Linked DNA regions of Ovis aries: region 2 is linked to region 1. The links are chromatin contacts, called in public Hi-C maps. All regions are on one chromosome and are shown on one strand. Each heading gives the region's core, a stretch centred on a gene start, on an enhancer-like site or on the middle of the called end of the contact. The rest is flanking DNA. Distances are from core to core; before and after follow the strand shown.

Evidence for each region. A called contact is a pair of places that touch in the nucleus more often than the background predicts.
Region 2: a contact with region 1 is called in a Hi-C map of muscle, with 3 times the contacts expected there. The contact joins the promoter of NIPAL3 here to the promoter of SRRM1 in region 1. A contact is called at or near these places in 5 of 16 Hi-C or Micro-C datasets (blood, hypothalamus, liver and 1 more).

What each region holds. Positions count from the first base shown.
Region 1 is chr2:242,034,904-242,042,665 of ARS-UI_Ramb_v3.0, reverse strand. It overlaps SRRM1 (serine and arginine repetitive matrix 1), which reads left to right and starts at 5,982. Exons shown (of 17, transcript XM_060410666.1): 1 at 5,982-6,036. The coding sequence starts at 6,016.
Region 2 is chr2:242,242,867-242,250,628 of ARS-UI_Ramb_v3.0, reverse strand. NIPAL3 (NIPA like domain containing 3) reads left to right here and starts at 2,943. Exons shown (of 11, transcript XM_042244561.1): 1 at 2,943-3,047; 2 at 6,396-6,728. The coding sequence starts at 6,636. It overlaps STPG1 (sperm tail PG-rich repeat containing 1), which reads right to left and starts at 1,070. Exons shown (of 8, transcript XM_042244565.2): 1 at 1,013-1,070.

The DNA of each region.
Region 1 (7,762 bases), core at 4,733-7,232:
GGGTCACGTTCTGGCCAGAGGTATGTCATCCTGAGAGGGTAGATCGCCATCTAGCGACTCTTGTTGATGGCAGCCCACTCCAGTGTTCTTGCCTGGAGAATCCCAGGGACAGGGGAGCCTGGTGGGCTGCAGTCCATGGGGTCGCCAAGAGTCGGACAGGACTGAGCGACTTCACTTTCACTCTTCACTTTCATGCATTGGAGAAGGAAATGGGAGCCCACTCCAGCACTCTTGCCTGGAGAATCCCAGGGACAGGGGAGCCTGGTGGGCTGCCGTCTATGGGGTCGCACAGAGTCGGACACGACTGAAACGACTTAGCAGCAGCAGGAAAGTGTGACGTTCAGAAAATCCTAGGTTGCTACTTCTATGTTTCATAAATTCGACATTTATATACGCAAACACAACCAAAAATCTTACAATTGGATAGCTTGATTAATGATACACTCAACTTGTATTTTCCTTTATTCCCAAGAGATTTATCACTCTCAAAACAAAACAGAAATTTACCAAATAAGCTATATAGACTAAAATGATCTCATAGCTGAATAGAAAGGACTGATGGATAAAATGATACATTTTGTGCTGAAAAGTGTCTTTGAGCACAGCAGTGAATGTATTTTCAGTAGGAGTGATTCTAGAGGAGAGAGGCAATCGGCAACAAGTGAACAAGTAATCAACAAGCAATGAGAATAAGTGATAGAGGAAATGGAGCCTAGAGGATCAGCACCAAGGCTGGATGCCTATTAGCTTTTTGAAGTTCAGAATTTGAGGACTTAAAGACCAGGCATAGCCAAGAACCAATAATGGCTCCCTGGGGATTGTTTCTTGGTTTAAGGCCCATATTCAACTGCAGAGCATCAGAGTTTACAGGAGATGGTGTCTGTAAATACCTTCACTGCGAAGTGGAGAAGTATCTCCACTGCACCTCTAGGGTGGAGGCTTCTCAGTCTCAGCAAAGTTTCAATGTGGACTTTTCCTTATAGAATTAATGGTTACATTTCAAAGACCAGATTCACTCATTGGTAGAAATGCTTTCGGTGACTAAGCCTTAGACTCTCACTCATACATTCATTCAATAAGTATTTTATTGATGTCCAAGAATGTGCTAGATACTGTTCCAGACACTAAGGCTTTAATGGTGAACAAGATGAACAAGATTTTTGCCCTCATAGAGCTTCCTTTTTTAAAAATAAAAAGGTGGGGGGGGGGGAGGACAAAGACAGTAAGCATGTAAATAAAATAGATAATAAAGTCATGTACTATCAGTTCAGTTCAGTTCAGTTCAGTCGCTCAGTCGTGTCCGACTCTTTGCGACCCCATGAACTGCAGCACGCCAGGCCTCCCTGTCCATTACCAACTCCCAGAGTTCACTCAGACTCACGTCCATCGAGTCCGTGATGCCATCCAGCCATCTCATCCTCTGCCGTCCCCTTCTCCTCCTGCCCCTAATCCCTCCCAGTATCAGAGTCTTTTCCAATGAGTCAACTCTTCGCATGAGGTGACCAAAGTACTGGAGCTTCAGCTTTAGCATCATTCCTTCCAAAGAAATCCCAGGGTTGACCTCCTTCAGAATAGACTGGTTGGATCTCCTTGCAGTCCAAGGGACTCTCGAGTCTTCTCCAACATCACAGTTCAAAAGCATCAATTCTTCAGCACTCAGCCTTCTTCACAGTCCAACTCTCACATCCATACATGACCACAGGAAAAACCATAGCCTTGACTAGACGGACCTTAGTCGGCAAAGTAACGTCTCTGCTTTTGAATATACTGTCTAGGTTGGTCATAACTTTTCTTCCAAGGAGTAAGTGTCTTTTAATTTCATGGCTGCAGTCACCATCTGCAGTGATTTTGGAGCCCAAAAAAATAAACTCTGACACTGTTTCTACTGTTTCCCATCTATTTCCCATGAAGTGATGGGACCGGATGCCATGATCTTCATTTTCTGAATGTTGAGCTTTAAGCCAACTTTTTCACTCTCCTCTTTCACTTTCATCAAGAGACTTTTTAGCTCCTCTTCACTTTCTGCCATAAGGGTGGTGTCATCTGCATATCTGAGGTTATTGATATTTCTCCCGGCAATCTTGATTCCAGCTTGTGTTTCTTCCAGTCCAGCGTTTCTCATGATGTACTCTGCATAGAAGTTAAATAAGCAAGGTGACAAAATACAGCCTTGACGCACTCCTTTTCCTATTTGGAACCAGTCTGTTGTTCCATGTCCAGTTCTAACTGTTGCTTCCTGACCTGCATACAGATTTCTCAAGAGGCAGGTTAGGTGGTCTAGTATTCCCATCTCTTTCAGAATTTTCCACAGTTGATTGTGATCCATACAGTCAAAGGCTTTGGCATAGTCAATAAAGCAGCAACAGGTGTTTTTCTGGACCTCTCCTGCTTTTTCCATGATCCAGGGGATGTTGGCAATTTGATCTCTGGTTCCTCTGCCTTTTCTAAAACCAGCTTGAACATCAGGAAGTTCACGGTTCACGTATTGCTGAAGCCTGGCTTGGAGAATTTTGAGCATTACTTTACTAGCATGTGAGATGAGTGCAATTGTGCGGTAGTTTGAGCATTCTTTGGCATTGCCTTTCTTTGGAATTGGAATGAAAACTGACGTTTTCCAGACCTGTGGCCACTGCTGAGTTTTCCAAATTTGCTGGCATATCGAGTGTAGCACTTTCACAGCATCATCTTGCAGGATTTGAAACAGCTCAACTGGAATTCCACCACCTCCACTAGCTTTGTTTGTAGTGATGCTTTCTAAGGCCCACTTGACTTCACATTCCAAGATGTCTGGCTCTAGATTACTGATCACATCATCATGATTATCTGGGTCGTGAAGATCTTTTTTGTACAGTTCTTCCGTGTATTCTTGCCACCTCTTCTTAGTATCTTCTGCTTCTGTTAGGTCCAGACCATTTCTGTCCTTTATCGAGCCCATCTTTGCATGAAATGTTCCCTTGGTATCTCTAATTTTCTTGAAGAGATCTCTAGTCTTTCCCATTCTGTTGTTTTCCTCTATTTCTTTGCATTGATCGCTGAAGACGACTTTCTTATCTAAAGAAAAAATAAAGGAAGGTAGGATGGGGGTGGTGGTGGTGGTGAGGGTTCTGCTATTTTCCACAAGGCTGGTCAGGAAAGGCATATCTGAGGAGGCGACACTTTAGTCACTTCTTAAGTCACTTTTGGCTTACCAACATACAGACCCAAAACTGACTTTTGAAACCTAACTTGTTCATAGTTAGACTAGAGCCTGTAGCTCAGTGTGGTTGCAGTTTAGAAGTGAGAGATGGGGAAAGGGAGCTGATTAACCCAGGTAATGAGTCTGGAGAAGGAAGCAGTAAACAAACCGTAAAGGGCTTTGTGAGACACTGTAACTAGTTTGGACTTTATCTGGAGGATAGCCAAGAAGCCACTGATGAATTTTAAGCAAGGAAGCAAAAGAATCAAGACTATCATGTTAGAAATTCACTCTGTATATAAGATGGAGACATCAACCCGAAGGCAGGGAAAATGGTCAATGGATTAGTGCAATGAGCCAGACAATAACCCAAACTGCCTAAAGAGGCAATGGAGCTAGAAGGAAGTTGAGGTGAGAAGGCAAGTTTTGATGGTTGTAGAGTGTGAAGAGAAGAATGATGACAGGGAGAAGGGTGTGTCATTCATTAATAAGAAAACAGAGGGTGAGACAAGTACGAGGAAGATGAATTCAGTTTGAGCTACTTACAGACATCAAGCAAATGTCAGCAGGAAGTTGAAAATACAGGTCTGGGGCAGACCTATATCCAAGATACGTAGGTTTGAGAGACAAAAAGGTAATCAAAACCAAGAGAGGACAGATAGGTCACCTCCTTTTTTTGAGAAAAAGAGTCAATAACAGAACCAGAAGGAAAACCAACTTGTACAAGATAGGCAGCAAAAGAACAAAAGCAGTTAAGGAAGGATAAAACAGAATGACTGATCGGAATCACAGAGAACAGTAAGACATGCATTGTGATTTCACAGGCCCATCTAGTTAACTGGCTTGTTCTGTGGAAACCAGCCACTTCCCCATCTTTGACCCTCTGACAAAGCTTTTGTTCCTTCAACAAAATCGAGCCTATGCTATTAACATGTGCCAGACACTGTTCTGTACCATCAGTGTACGAAAAAGACAGACACCTTGACTTTATGGAGCTTACATTCTAGTGTGGGGAACAGACAAAATAAACACACTAAACATAGGTAAACAAATACTAGAAAGTGATATATGCTATGGGGAAAAACAAAGTAGATTAGGAGGTATCGCGGATGCAGAGGGAGTATGTGACTAATTTCCAATGGGGCAGTCATGACAGCCTCATTGAGAAGGTAATTCTTGAGTAAAAATCTTGACATTTGCAAGTAAGGTATCTGGGGGAAAGAACATTCTAGGCAGAAGTTAAAACCAGTGCAAAAACGTTGAGGCAGAAGCTAGCTTAAGAAGTTCAAGCATTGAGCTATGTTAGGGTACTAGAAGATGAGATCAAAGAAACAAGGGGATGTCAGGTGAAAATACAAGGGGCTATTGGTTTTTGAGCTTAGGACACACTTCTACGTGTTTTTTTTTTTAAAGGGGCCACTCTCACTACTATATTCAGAACAGATGCTGAGTGACAAGGGTAGAAGCAGGAAGGCCAGTTAGACCAGGGCAGAAGTTCAGGCCGAGGATGATGGAGTTTTGAACTAGGATGATAGCAGAGCGAGTTTCTTGATGGTTTGGAAGTGGGATATAGGAAGAGGAGTCAAGAACAACACCGGTGTTTATCTCTTATTAAACAAAATTGTCATCAACCAAGGCAGGGACGACTTCGGGAGGAGAGGGTCGGTTTTTGGCGGAGTGGAGGGTGTTCGAGAGAGAGGGAGAGGAACCAGCAGCTCAGTTCCGGGTCAGGTTAAGTAGGCGATGTCTTCCCAGTGGAAACGTCCAGGAGGACGTTGCCAACACACTTTTGAAATTCGGGAGAGAAATCTGAGGTGGAAATCTACGAAGCTGCTGGGAGGGAGCTGGTGTTTAAAGCAGTGAGAGTGAATGTAGTCTGCAGATGAGTGCTGTGAACATAAAGCAGCAAAGGGAGGTAAGAGTGTGTGTTGGAGGAGTGACAAAAGGTGGTCAGAGAAGGGTCAGATGCTTATCAGAGGAAAAGAGTAAGTGTAGCAGAAGACATCGATGCTGGAGTCCTCACAGTCGGAGCAGATGGCTGGAGAGGCAGAGCTGGGCCAGCGAGGTCGACGCCCTGGCCTCCGTCAGGCCCCCAGGGCCACAGCTTTCCTCAGAGCATTCCTCAGCTTCCTGCCCGTAAGCGTGGGGACCGGGCAGCCGAAATCGAAACTCATCTAAAGGACAGTTCCCGCTTCTCCCTAAAGCTAAGGAGTTGTACGGAAACGGGAGCAAGCAGAGGGAGCGGGGCTAAAATGCAAACTTCACTCGTACTACGTAGCTCGGTTACTTCAGGGCCGAAGTCAGTAACTGGCAAGCTCGTAAAACCAACACAATCACAACTTTCATAACGAGGGGAGGCCGTAGGCTTTTCCTCTGCGCAACGGCGGCCTCACTAGCGTCACTCTGAGGTAACAGTCTTTTTCTTGAAACGCTCCATGGAACCCCCAAAGCGGGAGGCCTCCCCGACTACGGGTAGAAGGATGGGTCAATTCACTCTCGGCGAACGGGGCTACTCAAGCACCACAAAAGGACTCGCAGGGCAGGGCGAGCCAGTGACTCTCGCACGCTCCCATTGGCTGAGATCGCGAGGCTCTCCTCACCGGCCGGCCAATGGGGAGGTCCAGAGCCTGGTAGCAAGTCCCCCGCCTTACAAAACGCGCGTGCGCAAGTGTGACGGGCGCTCATCTTCCTGAGCAGGCGCAGCTTCGTGTCGGCTGGAGGGGCGGGTGGAGCGCCGCGCGCTGCGTCCCGGCGCTCGGCTTTCCCTGCCGGTCCCGCCCTCCGTCGCGGCGGCGCGGTGCACCTTGGGATAGGGAGCGATCTCCGAGCGAGGCAGCAAGATGGACGCGGGATTCTTCCGCGTAAGTAGGAACGCGGGGACCTGGGGTGAGGTGGGGGGGTTATCTGCAAAGCCCGGCAGGACGCCTAAGCTCAGGACGGGGTAGCCGGCGAGCAGAGACTTCGAAGATCCTGAGGATCCTCGGTGGCAACGGACGTTCCCCCCTGCCCTGCGGCGGGGACCGGTGCGCCCCTGCGCAGTCTCCTCCTCCGGAATCGTCCCCCCTACGCGGTGGCGACGACGGTCGCCGGAAAATGGCGGCGGGAATGGCAGGGAGCGATACCTCGCCTCCCGGCCTGCCTGACGGGGCCTGCAGACCGAGCCTCGCGTCCCGCCGGGCCCTGGGGCCTAGTGGGCCCGCGAGGAGGAAGTCCTTGGGGGGAGGCCGGAGGGAAACCCTGAGGTGACTGGCTGCAGAAGGGGCTTGGGGAGGACGGGTTTGGGGGTACCGCCTCGGGAGAGCGTGGACCGGAAGCGACGTTGAGCAGCTTTTCTTGAGAAAGCGGGCGCCGACCCCCCTCCCCGCCCCCAACCCGGGTCTAAGCCTTCGGGAAGGCTCCGGGTCAGAGTTCGCGGGAGCTCCCGCCCAATTTGATATCTCTTTCAGGGAAGGGAACGCGGATAATTTGTGTTTAAAACGTTTGAATCCGAGACTCTGCGGGGAGAGAGCGCAACAAAAAGTGCGCGTGTATGAAGGCGGGATTATGGAACGGATCTGCTCCTCTCCTTCCCGCTCACCGTCCCCCCACCTCTCCAGTTTTTTTTACTCTTTTGAAAGTCTGCTGTAGGAAAGGTGCCTCTAGATTCTCAAGGGTCTGCGGGCCCATCACTTGCAAGCAGGGACGTTACCGCCTCGAAATTAGCCCTCAGGGCCCGTAATTTATCGAGCGCGTGTTGGAGCCTGTTCATCCCCTTTTTCACTTTTGTAGGAAATGAGCACCCAGTCGAGATCTAGATCCTGGTTTGGCAAGTGACACTAAGAGATCTAGCGTTTGCAGGTTCTTTTTAATGCTGAACGGACCGTGTAGAGACCAGTTGATCTAAGTCAGAATATAGGTTGGCTCTTCCACTCCCTGGAGTATGAAATATGCAGCGTGCGTGTGTGTGTGTGTGTAATGGAAAAGTTAAAAGAGGGGAAGACCGGGACTTCAGTAAAGAAAGCTTTTGACACTCCAGAACCAGCGTTGAAATTTCTTTTCAATTGACTTTAAATGTGTTACTTTTTCATTAAATGTTGAAGTGTTATTCCAGGCGTTTGACTCAACACAGCCAGTGTTGACTGTAAATGACTGTTTTTAGGTTATGCAAACAGTACTATAGTTATTTATGTAATGATAGTTTCAGTTGAGTTTATCAAAGTTTCACACTGCAAATTATATCAAAGTATTTTGTAGTAAATCCTGAGTATTTCTTGTAGTGTTAATGTAATATTTTGAAACATAAGCCTGTTCTTTTGATATTTTCATTATTTCCCATGGAAAAGAATTCCTAAAGGAAAAGAGCAAGATGGTTGATAAATTTAAAAACGAGGTTTGCTTTTAGTGTTGGTAAAAATTTGGAAGGGTACAATATGTACTGCCCACAGTTCCTTAGAGGGATTGATTGGATTTAAGCTGAGTTAAAAGATTTTAGGGTGGTTATTCTTTTAGTACACGGCCATTCAGGTAGTAAGATAGAAATAGTAGCTTTCATTTGCTGGACTAGTGCCATCTGCCAGTTACTTTAAGTATATAATTTCTGATATACAC
Region 2 (7,762 bases), core at 1,694-4,193, 210 kb before region 1:
TTATAGTATTACATATTTCATACATTTAAATGTGTATATTACTGTACAGGTATACCAATATATACTGCAAGTATATACAATATATACTATTGGTATATATTGGTATAAGTATACCAATATATAAAAGTATATACAATATATACTATTAGTATTGGTATAAGTATACCAATATATACTAATATATCACATATTCTGTTACCTTTTAGGTAATTCTATGGGGTTTACATGAGTAGTTTTGACTATATGAGATTTTTATTGATTCAGTTTTAATGCTATAGTGCATCTTGGAAATATTTTACATTTTTCTAAGCACTCTCGGGTAAACAATCCATTTGATATTTTTCTTTAGCTGAGAAAAGTGATTCTAAGAGCTGGAAGAAACTTTAGGAGCTGGCTAGTGCCCGGGTTCGATTCCTGGGTCGGGAAGATCCCTTGGAGAAGGAAATGGCAACCAGCTCCTGTATTCTTGCCTGGAGGATTCAATGGACAGAGGAGCCTGGCAGGCTACAGTCCACGGGGTCACAAGAGTCGGACTCGACCTAGCCACTAAACCACCACCACCACCAGTGATCTCTAGATTCCAATCACACCCTTTCGTGTTACAGATGAGTAAACCAAGGCGCCCAGCAAGGAAGAGGGACACCCCAGGAGATGGAGTGGACCCAGGATAAGAACTTAGCTATTTGCCGTCCACCTGCTGCCAGATGCCCCCAAATGTTTGTACATTCGCCTGGACTGAGGTGGGTGAATCAGTAGCCTACGCCCCTCACCGGAGCTCCACGGGGAAGGCATGCCCTGGTTATTATCGCCACTTTTCAGGTGGGGACTCTGAAGGCACACTCCAGGGAGGGGAGCTTCCAACAGTGGGTTCTTAGGCTCTCGCGGAACCACCTAGCTTGGCATGGGAATTTCGCACGGGGCAGGTGGGGGTCTCAGTCGACGTCTAATGCTGTGCGCCGGGTCCTCCTCCCCACGACCCAGCATTCGTCCCCCAAAAGGGACGGCTTCCTACCTCGTCTGTCCCCCTGGGCTGAATCTGGCCCGCCGGCCTCCTTGTCGCTATGGCAACCACAAGCCTAGCGTTCTAGCTTCCACCTTCTGCCAGCTTCCTGATGAACTCGAGCCAATGGTATCCTCCGTTTCTTTAGCGTGAAAAGTTGTTGGCCAATGAGCAGAGGCATTTCAAAAACCGCTGGGAAGCGGCCAGAATTTTGGGGTTCAGGTTAACTACGTCAGGATGGGCGTGGAAACTTAATACGGGCTTGTCTAGACAACCTCCTAAATCTCGTGATAGGCGCAACGTCTTAGAATTTTGCTCACCCAGAAACCCTGCTTCAAGGAGTAAACCTAAAAGAACAAACATTCACTGACGCCCTGGTAGTCAAAGACAAAAGGCTGATAATGGGCAACAACATACAAGGACAGCCATGGAGCTGCCCAGGTCCAGGCCAATCAGGGATCTTGTCACTCCCCCACTTAGAACCCTCCAAGGGCTCCCCTTTAAACTTAGGGTGAAATCCAAACATCTTCATGTCCCCAGCCCTCTGATCTCAGCTCCTCCCTCCCACGCCCCCAGAAAAATCTCGCACCTGCCACGCTTTCCTTTGGGCAGCTGTTACAATTCTGTCAACCTCGTTCCGCTGACCCGTGTTCTCTCTGAGCTCACTCGGTGTCAGGGTTTGCACCACAACTGCCTCTATCTCACAGTTGAGGTCTCTATCCAAATATCATGTCTTCATCCGTAAAACAGGCGTGAGCCCGATGTCTCACTCAGTGGGTTGTTGAGAGGATCTGGAATGAAATATGAAACAGCGAAGCTCCCTGCACCTGTTAATTATTTTTTAAAATACATTTTATTTTTCAAAAAATTAATTTTTAGTTGAAGGATAGTTGCTATATGATATATTACAGGTGTGCAGTATAGTGATTCATGATTTTTAAAGGTTATACTCCATTATAGTTCTTATAAAATATCGGCTAGACTGTTGTTCAATATAGTGAACAATGTATCAGTTCAATAAGAAGGATATATTGTTCAATATATCCTTGAATCAGTTAGAACTATTACAGTGGTACATTACGGAAGCATTCATCAAGTGCTAGGCTATGGGAGGACTTTTAAGTATTGCTATTGGAAGGACTGATGCTGAAGCTGAAGCTCCAATACTTTGGCCACCTGATGAGAAGAACTGACTCATTTGAAAAGACCGTGATGCTGGGAAGGATCGGAAGCGGGAGGAGAAGGGGAGGACAGAAGATGAGATGGTTGGATGGCATCACCGACTCAACGGACATGAGCTTGAACAGGCTCCGGGAGCTGGTGATGGACAGGGAGGCCTTGCGCGCTGCAGTCCATGGGGTCGCAGAGTCGGACACGACTGAGCGACTGAACTGAACTGAGATGCAGATGTTACCGGGAGGGTGTACTGTGCTGCCAACAGGCGTTCCAGGAGGACAGGCAAGGAGAGGTTTTTTTATGGCCTCGGGGCTGTGGCGGGGAGGGGGAACCGGGCCTTGAAGGATGTGTAGGATTTGAATACCTGGTGAGATCGTGGGGTCGGGGAACAGCGGGAGCAAAGCCGGGAGAGGGCTCCGAGTGTAAAGGCGTGGGGAGGACACCCGGGCAGGTTCCCCATCTATAAGGGCCGATGCAGTGAGCAAGTCACCTGGAGCCTTCCAGACCCAGCCCGACGTCCTCCCTGTGGCCGCTAGAGGGGGCCCTCGCCAGGTGAGCTCGGCGCTCCAGCGGGGCACCGCCTCCCCCCCTACGCGTCCGGCGAGCTCCGCAGTCCAGCCAATCAATGCCCGAGGGCTGTCCCTCCCGCCTCCTCCTCGAAGCCACTCGCCGGCGCCAGATGCCCGTCAGTTTTGACTGACAGGCAGCCTGACAAATCGAATCGCGGCTTTGGAAAGCACAACACAGCAGCCGCTCTGCATCTCTTGAGACGGGGAAGGAATTTAGGAGGGTTGTGCCTCTGGCTTGCTCGAGGAGTCCACGTCCTGTCTCGGAAACCTCTGATCGGTGGGCCTTAGCGGAAACGCCGCCGGTGAGTAGTGATTTAGACTTAAGGCGGGGGTGGGGATGGGGTTGAATTCAGCCTTCGGTTTCAGGAAAAGCCAAGGCATTTGTGATCCTCTGACGTCCCCAGTATACACATCTTCCTTCTTGCTGTCACCAGCCTTGTCAGTTTGGGTCTTGTTGGCTCAGAATGCTGCCTTTTTTTTTTTTTTTTTTTTCCATTTCGCATCGAGGAGAGGGCCATGGGTTTGCCTTAATAAAGGCGATGCCAGGTTTGACCAAATCAGGAAGCGAAATGGAGTGACTTCGTCACAATTGTGCCTGTACACACCGGTTCGGGCTTCCAAGGGAAAGCAGACAGTGGAGTTAGCAGGTGCATGACGAGGGCTGGGGTGGGGGTGGGGGACGCATTCCTGGTCCGTGCTGGCCGCTGGAAGTCATTTCCAGCACACTGGGTGGGGACTGAAGAGTGTAACCCTTTCGTGAGCCAAAGCCCAGGAAAGGGAAAGCTTGTAACTGGCACTCAGCAACCAGAAGCTGAACCGGCAGGTGGTGGGAAAGGGCGTGTTTGAATTATTTCTTTAGAGCCAAATTCTAACTCAGACCCTACTCTTAGGAGCCAAGACCGATGGTTCTCTAATCTAGGAAACCTACTTTGTGGGTTGGTGAAATAATTCTCAGATGAGGACTAGGGGGTGGAGTGAAAGTCATCCTTTAGTGGATTTATCTTTCCCTTTTTGAGTCAGTGACCCCCGTGCTCATGGATGGCTGTGTGGGCCTCAAACTTAAGGGGTGGTGAGCAACACAGAATTGGTTTTCTTGCCTCTGGGGCATATGTTAGACCTGGAAAAGTGTTTTGCAGTCTGGAAAAGAAAGTCATTAGGCAAAGAATATGTGCCTTATAAGGGAAGACAGCTTGCACAGAATTCTTCCAAGGCTTTCTGTCCAAAATGCTACCTAGCTGAAGGGGGAGTTTTCTATCTTTGTGGGCCCTGATGCCTCAGAGGCCTGGGGGCTCCTGAGGCAGAGAGGGAAGCTACTTTTTAAAAGATAATTAAATAAGAGCAACTGCAGCCACCACGAAGGAAAGCAAATACAGAAACCCACCTGGAGAAACCAGCTGATCCTAAGGTTAGCAGGCCTGGATTCCCATCACTGGCTTGGCACATCCTGTGGCTTCTCTGACGTGCTGTGGGTGGGGCTGGCTCTATGGGTTTTATCTCTGGAGTTGCGGTGGGTGAGGCCTTGAGTAAGCCATTCCCTTCTCAACTGTGAAGCAGCCAAGGTGTACCAGGTGCTTCACTGGCCTGTCTAAAGCCAGTCAGTGGGTATGTATGGAGGTCCCCATGCGAGGCTCTAGGCTAGATCTTGGGAGGCAGCAATCAAACAGGGGATTCAGCAAATAGCTTCCCAGAATTTTTGCTTCGTGCCCCTTCACCTCCAGGATGAAAGCCTCTAGGAGTGTCTCAGGGGTTGAAGGAGCCACTCTTCCTTTCTAAGGCATAAAAGTATAGTGAAGAATAATTATGCTTTTCACAAGATTACAAACATTCATAGGGCTTTACAGTCAGGGACGTCTGGTTATGGGGATTTGAGTTATAAGCTTGTCTGATAAGTATATTTCAGGTATATATATATATATATATATATATATATATATATATATGTACTGATTATATAACCTCGTCTAGAGGCAGCAGCAGTCATTTAACTTTGAGGCTCTTTGACAAAGTGAGTCTGGGTTAGATGGTCTTTGTGCTGCCCTTGGCTTGAGCCTTGCATCTGATGTCTCCTAGACACTGAATGCAGTGTTAGTCCTATATCATAGGACTGTGCTGTTCATGCCAGGAGCCAGAATTCCTGGGCCTGGGGCTAGATAACAGAAGGAGCTGGAGGCTACTGGTAGGATGGTGGTGGTTTAGTCACTAAGTCATGCCCGACTCTTTCCAACCCCATGGACTGTGGCCCAACAGGCTCCTCTGCCCATGGGATTTTCCAGGCAAGAATACTGGAGTGGGTAAGCCATAGGAGGCATCTTTCTGATGCCTTGAAGCATGTCAGAAACTTTGTCTGTTTGGAATGTAATAAACCCTCAAACGTGTTGCTTGAGACAAAGAGAGATGTATTCATAAATAAATTAAATAAACTGGTAAGAATAAAATTAATAATAACTGATATTCATTGACCATTTGCTGTACATGCATTTTGTATGCATTATTTCACCAAATTCTCACAACAGTACATAGATGTGGAATATCCATATTTCATAGCAGGGGAAACTTGCTGAAAAGTTAAATGACTTAGCCAAGGTAAAACAGGTAAGCACACAACAGGTCAAAAGTAATGTAAAATATTTTTATATTAATATAAGAAGCTTTGCAAGTATAATACTCATTTGTATGCTTTTTTTTTTTAAACATGAACCTCAAAGAAACCCTTAGCCCTTGTGGTAGGTGTTTTGGCCATGCTCCCCAAAACACTAGGGGTGAACTTTCTCTTTCTTCTCTATTTGGTAGAAAAGCTTGAGATGCCCTGAAAATGTCAGTCCAATGAAGTTAATGAGCATTTCCATCATTGCTGGTTTTACTTAAGGCCATATTATTACCCCTGTTCTACAGGTGAGGCAGCTGAGACTCCCAGAGGCAAAATGATCTGGTCCCTTAGGTCTTCCGCCTCCTGGTCTAATGTTATATCACCCTAGGCAGACCCTCAGGAGCAGGCCAGTTTGTCCATCTTGCATGGAGATAACTTTTCTTCTCATTCCTTCTTTCCTAAGTCAGAATGCAGATGGTTTGTTGTTTTTTATGGCAGAGGAATTTTTTTCTTTCTTTCTTTCTTTTTGGAGTCCTAGAGAAGTCAAAAGAACAGGCCATGTTCTTCTTATATAGGGGAACCTACGGAAAGGTAGCATTTAAATTAGGATATGATGGAAGGAGGGCTTCCCTTGTGGCTTAGATGGTGAAGAATCTGCCTGCAATGCAGGAGACTCTGGTTTGATCCCTGAAAAAGGAAATGGCAACCCACTCCAGTATTCTTGCCTAGAGAATTCCATGGACAGAGGCGCCCAGTGGGCTACAGTCCATAGGGTTGGAAAGAGTCGGACATGACTGAGCAACTAACCCCCACACATATGTATGATAGAAGGAAGGAAGTGAAAGAGAAGAGGAAAGGGGATTTTAAAGGACTGGGGAAAATGGTTTTGAGGTAGGTGAGCCATATCTTTATTAAGTGGCCAGAGGCATGATGTGATTTTTTAAATGGCCTCACTTCTCATGGCAGCTTGTGTTTTGTCCTAATAGTAATCTCTTCTCAGGTAACAAATCCAGCTCAGTGTTTCACTGTACATGCATTTTTAATGTTCTTCCCCTTCTGCTAGGGCACCACGAGAGTCAGGAAACGTGTCCCCATCTGTCTGCCTGAGAAGAAACCTAGAAACTGGCACGTCTCTGAGTGAAGATGAGGAAAAGGCTGTAAATTGGCCAAAAGAGCCTTGAAGTACTCTTTCCACATGAGGAGGCGATGGCTGGTGGAAGGAGGTGAACCTCGCCGGGAAAGATGGCTTAGCAGCACCTCCAGCTACGGATCTAGGCCAGCTGGCCTGTGCCCTTAGCCCGCCATGGACGGAGCTTATGGTGCAGCCCTACAGCTCCAGCAGCTCCTGCCCACAAGCAGTGCCAACCCCGTGAGAGAGGCTTCCTTCTCCTACAAGGCAAGAGCTTTTATTATTTTTTAGATTGGGGATTTTATATTTTTCTAATGAGACAGTCACATGGGGAAGTATTGGCTAACAGATACATCCAGGGTCTGCGTGCTTATCACTGACAGAAACAGGCAGCCCCTTCATGTGTACAAGAGAATGTGTAATCTAAAGAAATGTTCATTGAAATACATAAAAAGGAATTCATTCCCCCTAAGAAGGTTTGACTTTAAAAAATCACCGGCTCCGTTACTTGGAGACAACCTTTGTTCCTGTTTTTGTAAATTTCCTTCCTGTCTTTTTCCGGTATTCCAAATTTGCGGTTGGAGAGGTTTGTATCTCAGTTGTTTTCCTTAACCTTGTTGATGGACTATTTCCCTGTGTCACTGAGTGGTGGTTGGAAGTGTGCTTTCTGAACGATTGTCCAATCTGTTGAGCTGCTGTATCAAAGTCTGTGGGACAGAACCTCCTATTGTTGGCTGTTTAGCTTGTTTCTAATCTGGGGTGACTGCAGATGCCACCGTGAACATCCCAGAGTGCATGCCCCTTTGCTATCTCTAAGAATTGGGTAACTCTGAGAGAGGTAGTTTCTCCCCACGTAGCAAGGTCACAAATGCCAGAGCATCGAAAATACAGAAAATAAGAAAGTAGAGTTCATATAATTAGCCTTGGGGTGAATGGATGCCAAATAGACAAACACAGAATCTAAGAAGACATAGAACACGTTCCCTGATGAGGTGTCTAATAAGCTTTCATTTTTATCCTCAATTCAGTTATTTATTACAGAAATATCTTCCTTCCAGAACAAAGATAAATAAGTTGTAGTGACTCTCCCAGAAAGCTTAAGAATTGAGGTGTCAGACAGGCATGGGAACAAAGGGTGATGAACTGACCTGAAAGGGTGGGGGGAGCAGGGATAAAGGAAAGAAGATCAGTCTTCAAATCCCTACCTGCTCCCACCTCAGTAACCTTGGACGTAAGGCTTAACTAACCCTCAGAGCTTCTCTTATGGGTAGGATGACGGCAGTAATACCTCCCTCCACCCT